Linked DNA regions of Hordeum vulgare: region 2 is linked to region 1. The links are chromatin contacts, called in public Hi-C maps. All regions are on one chromosome and are shown on one strand. Each heading gives the region's core, a stretch centred on a gene start, on an enhancer-like site or on the middle of the called end of the contact. The rest is flanking DNA. Distances are from core to core; before and after follow the strand shown. Region 1 holds the start of LOC123445208. Region 2 has its middle 83 kb from the start of LOC123445210.

Region 1 (6,034 bases), core at 2,328-4,827:
ATTTAACCATCCAGAAATTTTCAATGCGGTGGCTTCTTCACGTGGTTCCCCTATTTATCCTCCTGTACATACCTCTGGAAGCACTGGTCCACATTCCTATACTGGAACAATGGCAAGTTGGACTTATCCAAGAGGTTCTTTCATTCCAAGCCCTAGATGGCAAAGTCCTTCAAACTATACACCGATGATTGTACCGCAGGGTCTTGTTCAAGTACCAAGCTGGAACTCATATCCTGTAAGATCATCTCATTTCATAGTAATGCAGCATAATGTATTTTCTCTTAGTCATGATGTGTTTCTCTGTTCATTTCCTAGACCAACAGGGGAATAACATATGAAATACGTCAGTCTCAAGTCTCCACTTTTAACTTATCCTTTTCCCTTTATTTGGATTTCTGCAAGTCTAACCTTTGATCCATTGTCTCTGTGTCATGATCCTGTTTCCATTGGCTGTCTATTATACTTGCACTATGTTGCTATTTCAATTACTATTGCCATGTTTGACGTTTCCTGGAAGACAAATCTTCCAACTAGATAATAATGATTTGCTCAAAGAAAATAATTAAGTTCAGTCGCAAATGAGTTCATTTTATATGCATCTTGGAAAGCTCTGACATGCAGCTTGGTCTATAATTATTTGCCTTTAGTGATTTAGCTCTAATTTGTAAAAAAAGAAAGACATTTTGGAGTCTATATTTAGGGTTGATATTTGTGATTTTGTTTATCTTTCAAGGGGCAAATGGTACCTGTTTCATCTCCTGAGAGTCGACTACAGTCTCCAGGAGCTCAACAATACTATGGAACTTCTCGACAAGGTGAAGGCAGTGCAGGAAATCAGGGAATGCAATCACCCTACAGATCCAGTTCATTTCCTGTACCTCAGTATGCACTGCAGAGAGAGAATGTATTTCCTGAGAGACCTGATCAACCGGAATGCATATACTACATAAAGACTGGAGACTGTAAATTTGGTGCAGTTTGCAAATTCCATCATCCCCGTGTGCGTTCACAGCCTCCCCCAGACTGTATCTTGAGCCCAATGGGTCTTCCATTACGCCCAGTAAGTACATGGAGCCCCTTCACTGTTTTTGCTTATCCTTACCTCATTGTCCATGATAGTTTTTGCTCCCGTGTTCTGAGCGTTGTACCGCCTTCATCATCCCTCTGCGGGAGAAAGACCCTAGTACCGTCTTAATTAAGCAGTTGATTTACATGTCTTTCTCTGAGTAAAGATTTGAGATGAATTGTAGAACCAAAAATGCTTCATCAATGTTTATGTTTATTAGTTACACAATTGATTCTGCAATAATATATAGTTCCTCATATTAATGACCAATTTTCTACAAGCAAGAAAATCTTGTGTTAATTTACTAAAATATACCTGTCTTGGTTACACACTGTTTTATCATCAAATTCAGTGGCAGAAGTCACAGTGATAAATCCACTATGGTAGATATAGACTGCTAACTGATGCCAGTATACAAAATCAAAACATTGTTATAATCTACCAATCTAGCAGGGAAGCCATAAGTAGAGTACTCCCTCCGTTTTTATCTCCACATATTAACTTTGTCCTAATTCAGATTTTGTAAAGTTTGACCTAGTTTATAGAAAAATATGTTAATGTCTACAGTAGCATAACCATTAGATTTATCACTGAATATATTTTCACATAAGATAATACTCCCTTCGTTCCTAAATACAAGTCCTTTTAGATATTTCAATATGGACTACATACGGATGTATATAGACTTATTTTAGAGTGTAAATTCACTCGTTTTGCTCCGTATGTAGCCCATGTTGAAATCTCTAAAAAATACTTATATTTAGAACGGAGGGAGTATTTCTTATTATAAATGTTCAGTCTTTATAAAGACTTGTGGCTAACCTAATATGCAAGGTAAATAAAAACAGAGGGAGTACCTCTGTTTAGTTATTAATTGGTTAACACGCTGTACTTTAGCTATTGAATTGATTGTTCTTAGCTAATAATCGTTGACACGACTTGCTACTTCCTCTTGAATAGATATGCTTAGCCAATGATTTTGTTGCAGTTACTCAAATACCAGTATTCATCTTTGCTGTTCCCAGCGCACCTGTTGTTGGATCATGACAAAGCCATTCTTGTTTGAGATTTTCAGGGGGAGGAGCTCTGCAAGTTCTACTCTCGCTATGGCATCTGCAAGTTTGGCGTAAACTGCAAGTTCGACCATCCGATGGCGGCCCCGATGGGGGTCTACGCGTACGGCTACTCCGCGTCGGCGTCGCCCAACGCGCCCATGGCTCGCCGTCTCCTGGAGTCGCCCTCCGGGTCTGCGTACGCGTCCTAAGGCTCCCCGGCAATTTGACCTTGATTGATCTCGATGATGATGTATAAAAAGCCATCGCGCGCCGTCCGTCCTCGGTCGCGCCCCGCGAATGTTCTCTCCCCCTAACTCCCCCGGAATCAAGTTCTGTAAAAATCGAGTTTGCTACCAGAGATGTACAGTTATTTTTGTTAATGCGGGTCCTTGGATGGATGGATGGATGGAGAAGCCATTTGCTACCGAATGAAATAATGGTTGAATGCAGTCGTTGGAAATGTCGGCATTTTTTTTCGTCAATATGGTTTCCTGACGGATGTCGTGTGTGTGCGTGTGGACGAACACCAGGAGGCCATATTTTTCCTTCCTTCTTTCTTTCTTTCCTGCATTTGGGTTTTCTTGACCGCAGGGTGAAGGATGGAGGTAGAACGAGGAGCAAGCAAAAGCTTGGTGCAGAATTCAGTTGAGGCATCGCCATCATGATCTTGTCGCCGGGAAAGTTTTGTGAGGTAACCGGCGTCTTCCCAACGACCCCGAGTTTAATGTGGGAGGGGAGGCCATGATGATAAGGCGCCGAACCTGGTCCAACCACTTTTCTTGTTGCGGGGGTGACGCATAAATGCTTGCCTCAATTTGTGGTAGCAGCCAACCAAATTGTCCTCGACGTTGCCTGCGAAGTGCAAAGATCTCATGTCACCACTCACCAGCGAGCGTCGTCTCATCAACCTTGTCTTTGGTGGCAGTAAAACTTGATTGATGATGATCAGCTGCACCGCGCAACAGTGGAATCGTCCTATCAATGAAGTAGATGTAGGACGGCTTTGTGTCAACGCTGCTGCCCTGGTGCATCTGCCATCATCTCCACGAACAATTTCCTTCTTCCTCTTCTTCTCGACACTCGTAATAATGATGGTCTAGCAGTACCATCAAATCAAATCAAATCAAATCAAAGGGAGTAAATAAGCTTGTTCCTGCAGCAGTGACCCGGTGTCCGTGTGTCCAGGCCATGAGAAGAGAAGGGAACCATCGCGACGCACACGAGCACCGGCATCACATTCCCATCGTCCACCACCACCAGCCTCGTCCACGTCGAGATCCTGTTCCTAGGCAGGAGATATAGGCATAGGGAGATCTCGAGTGCGTATGAACGCGCCAAAGTGGATGCGCGGTTTCAACGCGGACCATCACGTCATGTGCGTACTATTGTTTACCGCCCACTCCTGCGTACGTACTGTATTTTTCTACTCCTACTACTACCGTCCACTCGGTGCGGCGCCCACTCGACTGACGGGCGTGACGGCAGCCAGCCGGTACCGAGTACTGAGACGAGACGAGACGAGATCTCGGCCTCCCTCCCAAGTCGTCCGTCGTCGGCTCCCGAAAAGGACCTCACACTCCCTCCCTCCCCACCCCTCTCCGCCCACTGCACAGTCCAAATCCCCACTCCACCCCGCCGACGATGCCCAAGCCGCTCTTCCTCCTCCTGCTGCTCCTCCCCCTCCTCGCGGCGGCCGCCCACTCCTCACCGGTAAGCGCGCAGTACGGTACATTCGACAGCCCAATTCCGCGAATCTTGGCCCTGACATTGCCTGCCTGCTCCACGCGCGCGCAGGAGGTCCCGGTCCCGGATGCGGCGGCGGCGGGGGCGCGCATGGTGCCGATGGCCCCGGCGGGGGTGGGGTTCAGCGGGGTGGTGCTGAACGAGACGCGGCGGCGGCTGGGGAGCTTCCAGCTCTGCGCGCCCTGCACCTGCTGCGGCGGGCCCAGGGGCGTCTGCGTCCTCTCCCCGTGCTGCTACGCCATCAACTGCAACATCCCCAACCGCCCCTTCGGATTCTGCTCCTTCACCCCCAGGTCATGCGACTGCCTCCGCTGCAACGTCTGACCCTCTGCTTCCCAGCGCCATATGGGCGAGGGCAATGTTCAGACTTGAGAGTCATAGTAAGTATTTTTAGGGGAAAGAGGACGGACGGACGGACATGATAGCATGAGAGCTCCCCCCCCCCCCCCCCCCCCCCCGCCCGAATGCTTGCTTGCTTGCTTGCCGATTTGTTATTGTTTTTCTTAGTCCTATTATACTAGCCATTTTGCTGCCGAATTGTTATTAAGTATATCGTGTAGCTGCTACCTCCGGATGGATGGAATTGGTTCGCTAGCACAAGAGTGCCACTTCTGGGATTGCCCTGGGACATTGCGTGTCTCGTCTCATCGATGCTTTTCTTCATACATCTAGTTAACAAGTGTGGAGATTCAGTGCCTTTTATTATTGGTTGGTATCTCTTGTGTCTCATTCCTTTCCATCCATCTTTTACATGAAATGTTTCCATATGATTCGGTCAAGTCGAACTGCATAAGACATTTAGGAGGTCCATGTTCTTCATATCAGTCACTCACTTGTACTGCCTGCATATTAGTTTCCCTCTTGTGTTGGCTTGGATTGATCCCACTCTTTTCGACTTTCGTCGGTGTATCAAGATTCATTGCTTCCACAATTTTGCTACGCAAAGTGTCATGGGTTCAGTATTGTGTACATCTGTCACCACCAGAAAATTGATTTAAATCTTGTGCCCATTTTAGAATTGTACAAGTTGACCTGTTTTTATTGTAGTTTTAACACATTGACTGCTCCTTTACTCACCTTTAAGGAAGCCTAGTTGGGCTCCAGCTTTTGTGAATTCAGTAGGCAGCATCCTTTATTTAGGCTGAAAAGAAAAGCCTTGCAGTGGTTTCAATGGAACATGAAGTTTTCATCACAAACACTGGTTGTTCATTATCAGACATCCATTCTACTGCACAGAATTCAGTTGCATCTAGTAAAGTACATGCCATTCAGTTAACTTGATAGTTTATCTTTTGGATTTGTAGCTTCAAACCTGGACAAGTGTGGCATGTAGCTTCTACTTTTGAACAAAGTAAAAGACAATGCACATACACATGCATCATAGGCTGTGTACTTGTTTCTAAGTTAACTAAGCATACCCTGTTGTTTAATCCAAATTCTGTAATCAAAAGTTGTGCATAATGTGTTGCTTTTGATTGATATCTGTTCAAAGACATTCAGCTGCTTTGCAATGCTACTCCTAAGGCATATATATATATACTTACTTCATATGTTAATCCGATTTTGCTGTGTTTCCACATTTTTGCGTCGCCCATTTGGTTTACACATACAAAAGGTGTCGTTGGGAGAGACGATGTCAATGATCTACTTTACTTTACTGCTTGTGCTGCACATAGGTGATGTTGAGTCGCATGCCAAAAGGTACCTCACGTGCTAATCTCCCAGTAGTCATCAACATGCAGCTTTTCTCCCCTATCTGTGATTATTGAGTAGGAGTGTATCAACCATCATCACTTGTTCTCCTTGTTGGGTCTCCTACTCTCCTGCATGTTGTCCTGTTTCTCAAGAGAGTGACTATGATTGTGAAGTGACTCTCACTACCTAAGGCTGAAAAGGTATCATGCAAAAGTGATTTTATATAGAAGGGGTAAAAAGGAGCCTGTCTTAGATCTCATCTTGAATTCCTCGTTTTTCTTATTGCTCATGCCTCAATCAAGGTTGGATGAATCCATCATTTTCCTTTCCTCCAATTATCGGCGCATTTTTGTCGCTATTTACTTGGATCAACTTGCTTCTCGTTTACATTCATCATCAGGCCATCACTAGTCCTTGTTGTCTCCTTCCAAAGAGAAGCACGACGATTTCCAAGTGGCTTTTGACTGTCCGACGC
Region 2 (6,034 bases), core at 1,869-4,368, 120 kb before region 1:
GAGGAGTCACCCTGGCCCGAGGAGGCCTCCTCCAAGGGCTAGAGCATGCACTTCGATGGGGCCTTCACGCGCCATGGCACGGGGGTTGGCGTGGTTCTAACTATGCCCCAGGTGAGAAGCTTTGCTATGTAGTACAACTCTATTTCACGTGTACCGACAAGGTCTCCAACAACATCGCCGATTATGAGGACTCATCGCTGGGCTCAAGGTCGCCATCGTGCTGGGAGTGAGGCGCATCGTCATGAAGGGGGACTCGCAACTCCACGTCAACTTATCCAACAAGAAGTACAAGCCCAAAGATGAGCACATGGCAACCTACGTGGAGGAGGTGCGCAGGCTCGAGCAACGCTTCATGGGTATGGATCTCCAACACCCCCGATGACAACAGTGAGGCGGACGAGATCGCCAAGCGCGCTCCTCGCCGCGAGCCACAACGCCCTGATATATTAGAGGAGCGGCTCCTTAAGCCGCCAGTGGTGCCTCCAGCCATCAGCCCCACGGTACCTCACGAGGAACTCCCCCCTGCACCACCCATGGGCGCACCAGACTGCGGGGCACCCTCGGGTGCCCGCTTGCTGTTGGCGCTCGAGCTACAGCCTGAGAGCTGAACCACGGAGATCAGGGCTTACTTGGAGGGTGGCGTCCTCTCGAAGATCGATGTAGAAGCAGAGCGTGTGGTACGCCAAGCTGCAATCTACCACCTGAAAGAAGGTGAGCTGTACCGCCACCGCCCAAACGGAGTCACGCCGTGGTGAATCTCCAAGGAGCAAGGGCGCGAGCTGCTCGCGGACATTCACGGAGGCGACTGCGGCCACCACTCATCCTCGCGCACCGTGACATGCAAGGCGTTTCACATTAGCTTTTACTAATCCACAACACTCAAGGATGCCGCGGAGCTAGTCCACGCATGCGAGGCTAGCGAGTTCCACGCCAAGGAGATTCATCATCCAACACAAGGTCTCCAAACCATTCCTCTCTCGTGGCCCTTCGCGGTCTGGGGACTGAACATCCTCGGGTCCTTCCCTCACGTGGCCAGTACCTATCATTTCCTTTACGTTGCCATCGACAATTTCACCAAGTGGACGGAAGTGGAGCCTGTCTAGGCCATACCGACAGGGTGCAGATTCAAGTTCATTAAGGGTTTGGTGTGCCGCTTCGGCGTCCCCAACCGCATCATCACCGACAATGGCTCGCAGTTCACCAGCGGCCTGTTCAAGACTTACCGCGCCTTCATCGACATGTCTATGGCCACGAAACCTTGACCATCTTTGATCAACGAGCTAGTCCATTGGAGGCTCAGTAGGGACAGTGTGTTGTCTATGTATCCACACATGCATTTGAGTTTCCAATCAATACAATTCTAGCATGGATAATAAACGATTATCATGAACAAGAAAATATAATAATAACCACTTTATTATTGCCTCTACGACATATTTCCAACACAAAGAGAGAGAAGAAGCCATCTAGCTACTAGCTATGGACCCATACGTCTCTGATGGACTACTTACACATCATTATGGACGCAACAAGGTTGATGTAGGCGACCTCCGTGATCGATTACCCCTCCGACAGGGTACCAGACATGGTCTCCAGATGGGATCACGACGGAACAGAGCCTTCGGTAGCAGAAAAAGTGTTTCGGGTGGCTCTTTGTAGGTTTGGTAATATTTGAGGATTTATAGAAGTGCAATTAGGTCAAGACCATGTACGGGTGGGCCACGAGCTCGGGGGGCACGCCCAACCCCAAGGGCATGACATGTTTGCTCGTCGCTTACCCATACGCCTTCTCGTGTCCTCCCCAAGCTTGTAGGGTCTATTTGGTCCAGAAATAATTACCGTAAAATTTCATCATATTTGGACTTTGTTTGGTATTGATTTTTAAAAAAAATCAAAAACACGCAAAAAATAGGATCTAACACTCGGCACTGGATTAATAGGTTAGTCCAAAAAATAATATAAAATACTATATAATTGCTATAAAGTATGATAATATATTAGTATGAACAAATAAAAAAATATAGATACGTTGATGATATATGAGCCAGAGTGCGGTAGTATATATGAGGTGGCGTTGTCGGTGTTGTCCCTGTTTCTACCGAGCTAAGCCCGCATAACTATCGCTGTACTCACGTATCTAATTTGTCGCCGTTGTTGGATAAGCCGACCGTGTCAAGGTAGCGCAGAGCCATGGATCATTGGAGCTCTGAGGAGCTTCGAGCATGAGCAAGAAGATGAGAGCACAAACTCGAGCTGGACGAGCGCATCCCGGAGCATTTGAGAACCACCATAGCTCCATTCAACGACCGTCTTCATCATAAGAAATGTGCATCGATGCCATGACCACCACAGGAAGCGTGCATCGATGCCAGGGCCGCCATTGTAGAGTTTGGAAGTTGCTTCATCGTTGTGAGGTTCAGGTTGTACATTTTTTATATGTGTAGAATACTTTTCAAAAACATAATATAGATTTTTGTAAATACATGTATTTTAACTTTTTATTACATGTTAAGGATTTTTCAAATACACGTTGAAACAATTTTTTTGAATGATTCAAAACAATTTTTAACTAGGTTGACATTTTTTTTGCATTCTATAAACATTTTTAAATAAATGTCAGGACTATATTATTTTGAAATTCATGAACATTGTTTTCAAATGTGACGTACATTTGTTTTTAATGCTATGGAACATTCTTTTGAATTAGGCGAACATTTTATTTACATAGTGTAAACATTTTTATATGACATGGCCATTTTTAGGAACACATGAACGTTTTTTATGTACACTTTTTAAAGTTACGTGAACATTTGTTTGACACTGCATAGACAGTTTTAAGAAATGACAAGAACTTGTTTCCGAAACGCGTGAACATTTTTCTGAACGCCAATAACATTTTATAAAAGTTCCGTAAGCAATTTTTTAACACTGCATGCTAAAAAAGTTAAAACACTGCATAAAATTTGTATATAAATAGAAAAATAAGGTTTTTGACGTGCGTGCATCTTTTACTCATGTGCCTGTGGCGTTGTTTTCATAAGAATAACAGCTTGTAGAGGACCTCCTATGGGGCGCCTTTTGCGGCAGTTTTCTGAGCCGGCGCTCACGCAGTAGTTCGTGTCGGCCAGCCCATTAAGACCGATCTTTCACTCTGCTCGTTCGATCGCTCCATACGTAGGCTCGCAACGTTTTCTCAAAAACAAAAAAAAAAACATAGGCTCGCAACGATCAGTTGACATTTAACCCTTGACATCTATCCTTTGACTTCCTAAAAAAAAGACATCTATCCTTTGACCGTTGAATTTTTAAAATTTTAAAAATAATTAGGAATTCGAAAAAGTGAAAGAGTTAGAAAAAAAGTTCACCTAATTTTGAATAAACATCAGGAATTCAAGAAATCTCACTTATTTCAAAAAAGTTCACTACATTAAATAAAGATCACAAAACATAATTTTTTTATTCAATTTAAAAAGCATCAAATTTGGAAATTTGCAATGATTGAAAAAATGTTCATCCAATTTGAAATAAAATTCATTGATTTTGGAAAATACTTCATTGAATTTGAGATAGTTCACAAATTTTGAAAAAGAGTTCATTGATTTTGATTTTTTTCACGAATATGAAGAAAACTTTCACGCATTTTGGGGAAAAGAGAGTAAAACCCTAAAAAAAGCTGTTCCAATAAAAAGTGAAAACAAAAAAAGTAAACGAACAAGATCTTTCCAATAAAATAAAAAGAAGAAAAAAAACGAAAAATTTGGACGTAAGCATAAGGGTTAGGTGGTCGGGTTGTTTTGCGCAACGTACAAAGATCAATGAGTCTGTCCAAATCGCACCCGCGCATGTATTGTTTTGCACGTTAAAAGTACAGGAAAAAAAGAAACATAGGCCTGGAGGAGGGGGTGTGCGCTCCATCGCGGAAATCTATACCTAATAATCTATACCTATACCTATACCTATACCTATACCTATACCTATACCTATAATAATAATATATATATATACCTAATAATAAAGAGGCTATTATTTCCGTTGAAAAACCCACCGCGGCATTTTTATAAAAAAAATCATGTAATTTTTATTATTCAACCCGCGCTTCATCATTTATGTGCAACGCAAAAAGAAACTCCGTACAAACACTTCGTCCGATTTACATTTCACACATGATGACTTCCCTAAACAGAATCTAAACAACTTTGACGAGAAACCATCTCTAAGACACCCTACCTACTAACCTCCTGTTCGGCAACGCTCCCCGGAGCGGAGCGAGCGGAGCGGCCTTTGACCAGCTCCGGAAAATGTAACTGCACGCCACTCCGCTCCGGCGCGGAGTCGCGGAGCGGAGGGCATCCGAATGCGGCTTAAATGTACGTGACGTTTTCAACCTGGTTAACTACAACACGTAGCAAGGAAGTTCTCTTCAACACGTCACCCTCCGAACAGATAATGGCATCGTCAAAAAATTGTTTCCCACCTTTGTATTCCCACCGTTTTTAAATATCTATACCCCTAATAATAAAAAGGCTATAACTTCCGTCAAAAACCAACCGCGACATTTTTATAAAAAAACCCGTGTCATTTTTGTTATTCAACCCGCGCTTCATCATTTATCTGCAACGCAAAAGGAAAAAACGATTCGCTGCAAAAATTATACCCGTACACATCGCCTCCTCCCGTCGACCCTGGGCCACCCTGGCCTGTGCCCAGGCCGCCGCCACACCACTCGCCGTCGCGGCCGACCTCAACCGCCACCGCTGCTGATCTCAACTCACCCGCCTCCGCGGCCGTACCTCTCCCCGCTCACTGCCCCGTTGCGGCGCTCAAGCGCATCGCGTCGACCCTGGTCCACCCTGGCCTATGCCCAGGCCGCTGCCACACCATTCGCCGCCGCGGCCGACCTCAACCACCACTGTTGTTTATCTCAACCCACCACGCCTCCGCGGCCGAACCTCTGCCCGCTTGCTGCCCCCTTTTCGGCGCTCGAACACAGCTTCTGGATCAAAATCAACGCGACAGGTAAAGTGACTGGGGATGATGCGTCTGCTTGATGCAGAACGGCAGCGGCGCGGCGGAGGGAAGTACTTGCAGGCGGAGGGGGCCTCATGGCTCACACGGGGAACTCCAAGGTTATGGCGCGACAATGGCGACTCCTTATGGCCAGATAGAGGCGCCTAACCCTTGCTCCCCTCATCGTATCCCCTCCTCCGGCAGGAACTCATCATCTGGTGAGATCCCCTCCCCATGCCTCCAACCGTGTGCCAAGCACCGGCAAGAAATTTTGTTTTGTGGGGATTTATTTGCTAACAAATGAATGTATTGAATGTAAGATTGTATTGTTGTAGAGACAGAGAATGGAACAGCACCTTCAGTTTGTCATGTGATCCCACATTCTCTACTCCATGAGTGAAATAAGATCCATTGATCAATTCACGTAGCCTCTTTGTTTTGCTTTGCTTGTCCCGCTCAATTTCTTATCATGGTGAAATTAACAATGGACGGGTTGATTTCTCAACAAAATAGGATAAAACTGACTACATTAGTTAGTTACCTTATTATTTTAATAAATCAAAATGATTATAAAAAGATTAAAAGCGTGTGGTATTTATTTTCTTACGTTGCAACGCACGGGCCCTTTTGCTAGTATATATATAAAGAGGCTATCGCTTTCGTCGGAAAACCCACCGAGGTGGTTTTATAAAAAAGCCCTTGCTGTTTATGACATTCAACCCGCAGTCCCTTCATACGTGGATCTGAGGAAATGCTTCATGTTTTCAAAAAGCCCCCTACATTTGTAAGAATTTGTAAGAGGAGCTCCCGAGCTTGACTGCACCCCAAGCTCCCTCCGTCGTAGCCCGACCCCGTCGACCAACTTCGTGCAGAGCCTCGCCGGCGACCCAGGCGAGCAGCGCCGCCCACCCCTTCTTCTTCCCTCTTCTCTTTCTTCCGCCTCACCATTTTCTCTCTACCAGGAACCGTCATGAACGCCCGAGCTCGCAGTCGCATCTCCAGCGCGCCGTCGCTCAGATCCGTACTC

The links. A called contact is a pair of places that touch in the nucleus more often than the background predicts.
Region 2: a Hi-C map of leaf shows a contact between it and region 1, with 6 times the contacts expected there. The contact joins the enhancer-like site here to the promoter of LOC123445208 in region 1. A contact is called at or near these places in 3 of 6 Hi-C or Micro-C datasets (leaf and seedling) and 1 of 1 datasets of contacts at active chromatin or transcription factors (embryo).

What each region holds. Positions count from the first base shown.
Region 1 is chr3H:571,204,048-571,210,081 of MorexV3_pseudomolecules_assembly, reverse strand. It overlaps LOC123445208, which reads left to right and starts at 3,577. Exons shown (of 2, transcript XM_045122164.1): 1 at 3,577-3,831; 2 at 3,916-4,579. The coding sequence starts at 3,763. The coding sequence ends at 4,188. LOC123445209 (zinc finger CCCH domain-containing protein 12-like) reads left to right here. Exons shown (of 7, transcript XM_045122166.1): 5 at 1-235; 6 at 734-1,060; 7 at 2,142-2,581. The coding sequence ends at 2,330.
Region 2 is chr3H:571,322,580-571,328,613 of MorexV3_pseudomolecules_assembly, reverse strand. No RefSeq gene overlaps it. Among protein-coding and RNA genes, the nearest start is that of LOC123445210, 83 kb to the left of the region's middle. Within about 2 kb of position 3,118, at least 2 of the 3 cell types and tissues checked have open chromatin away from gene starts, as enhancers often do. A contact at or near this core is called in leaf, where this site is marked.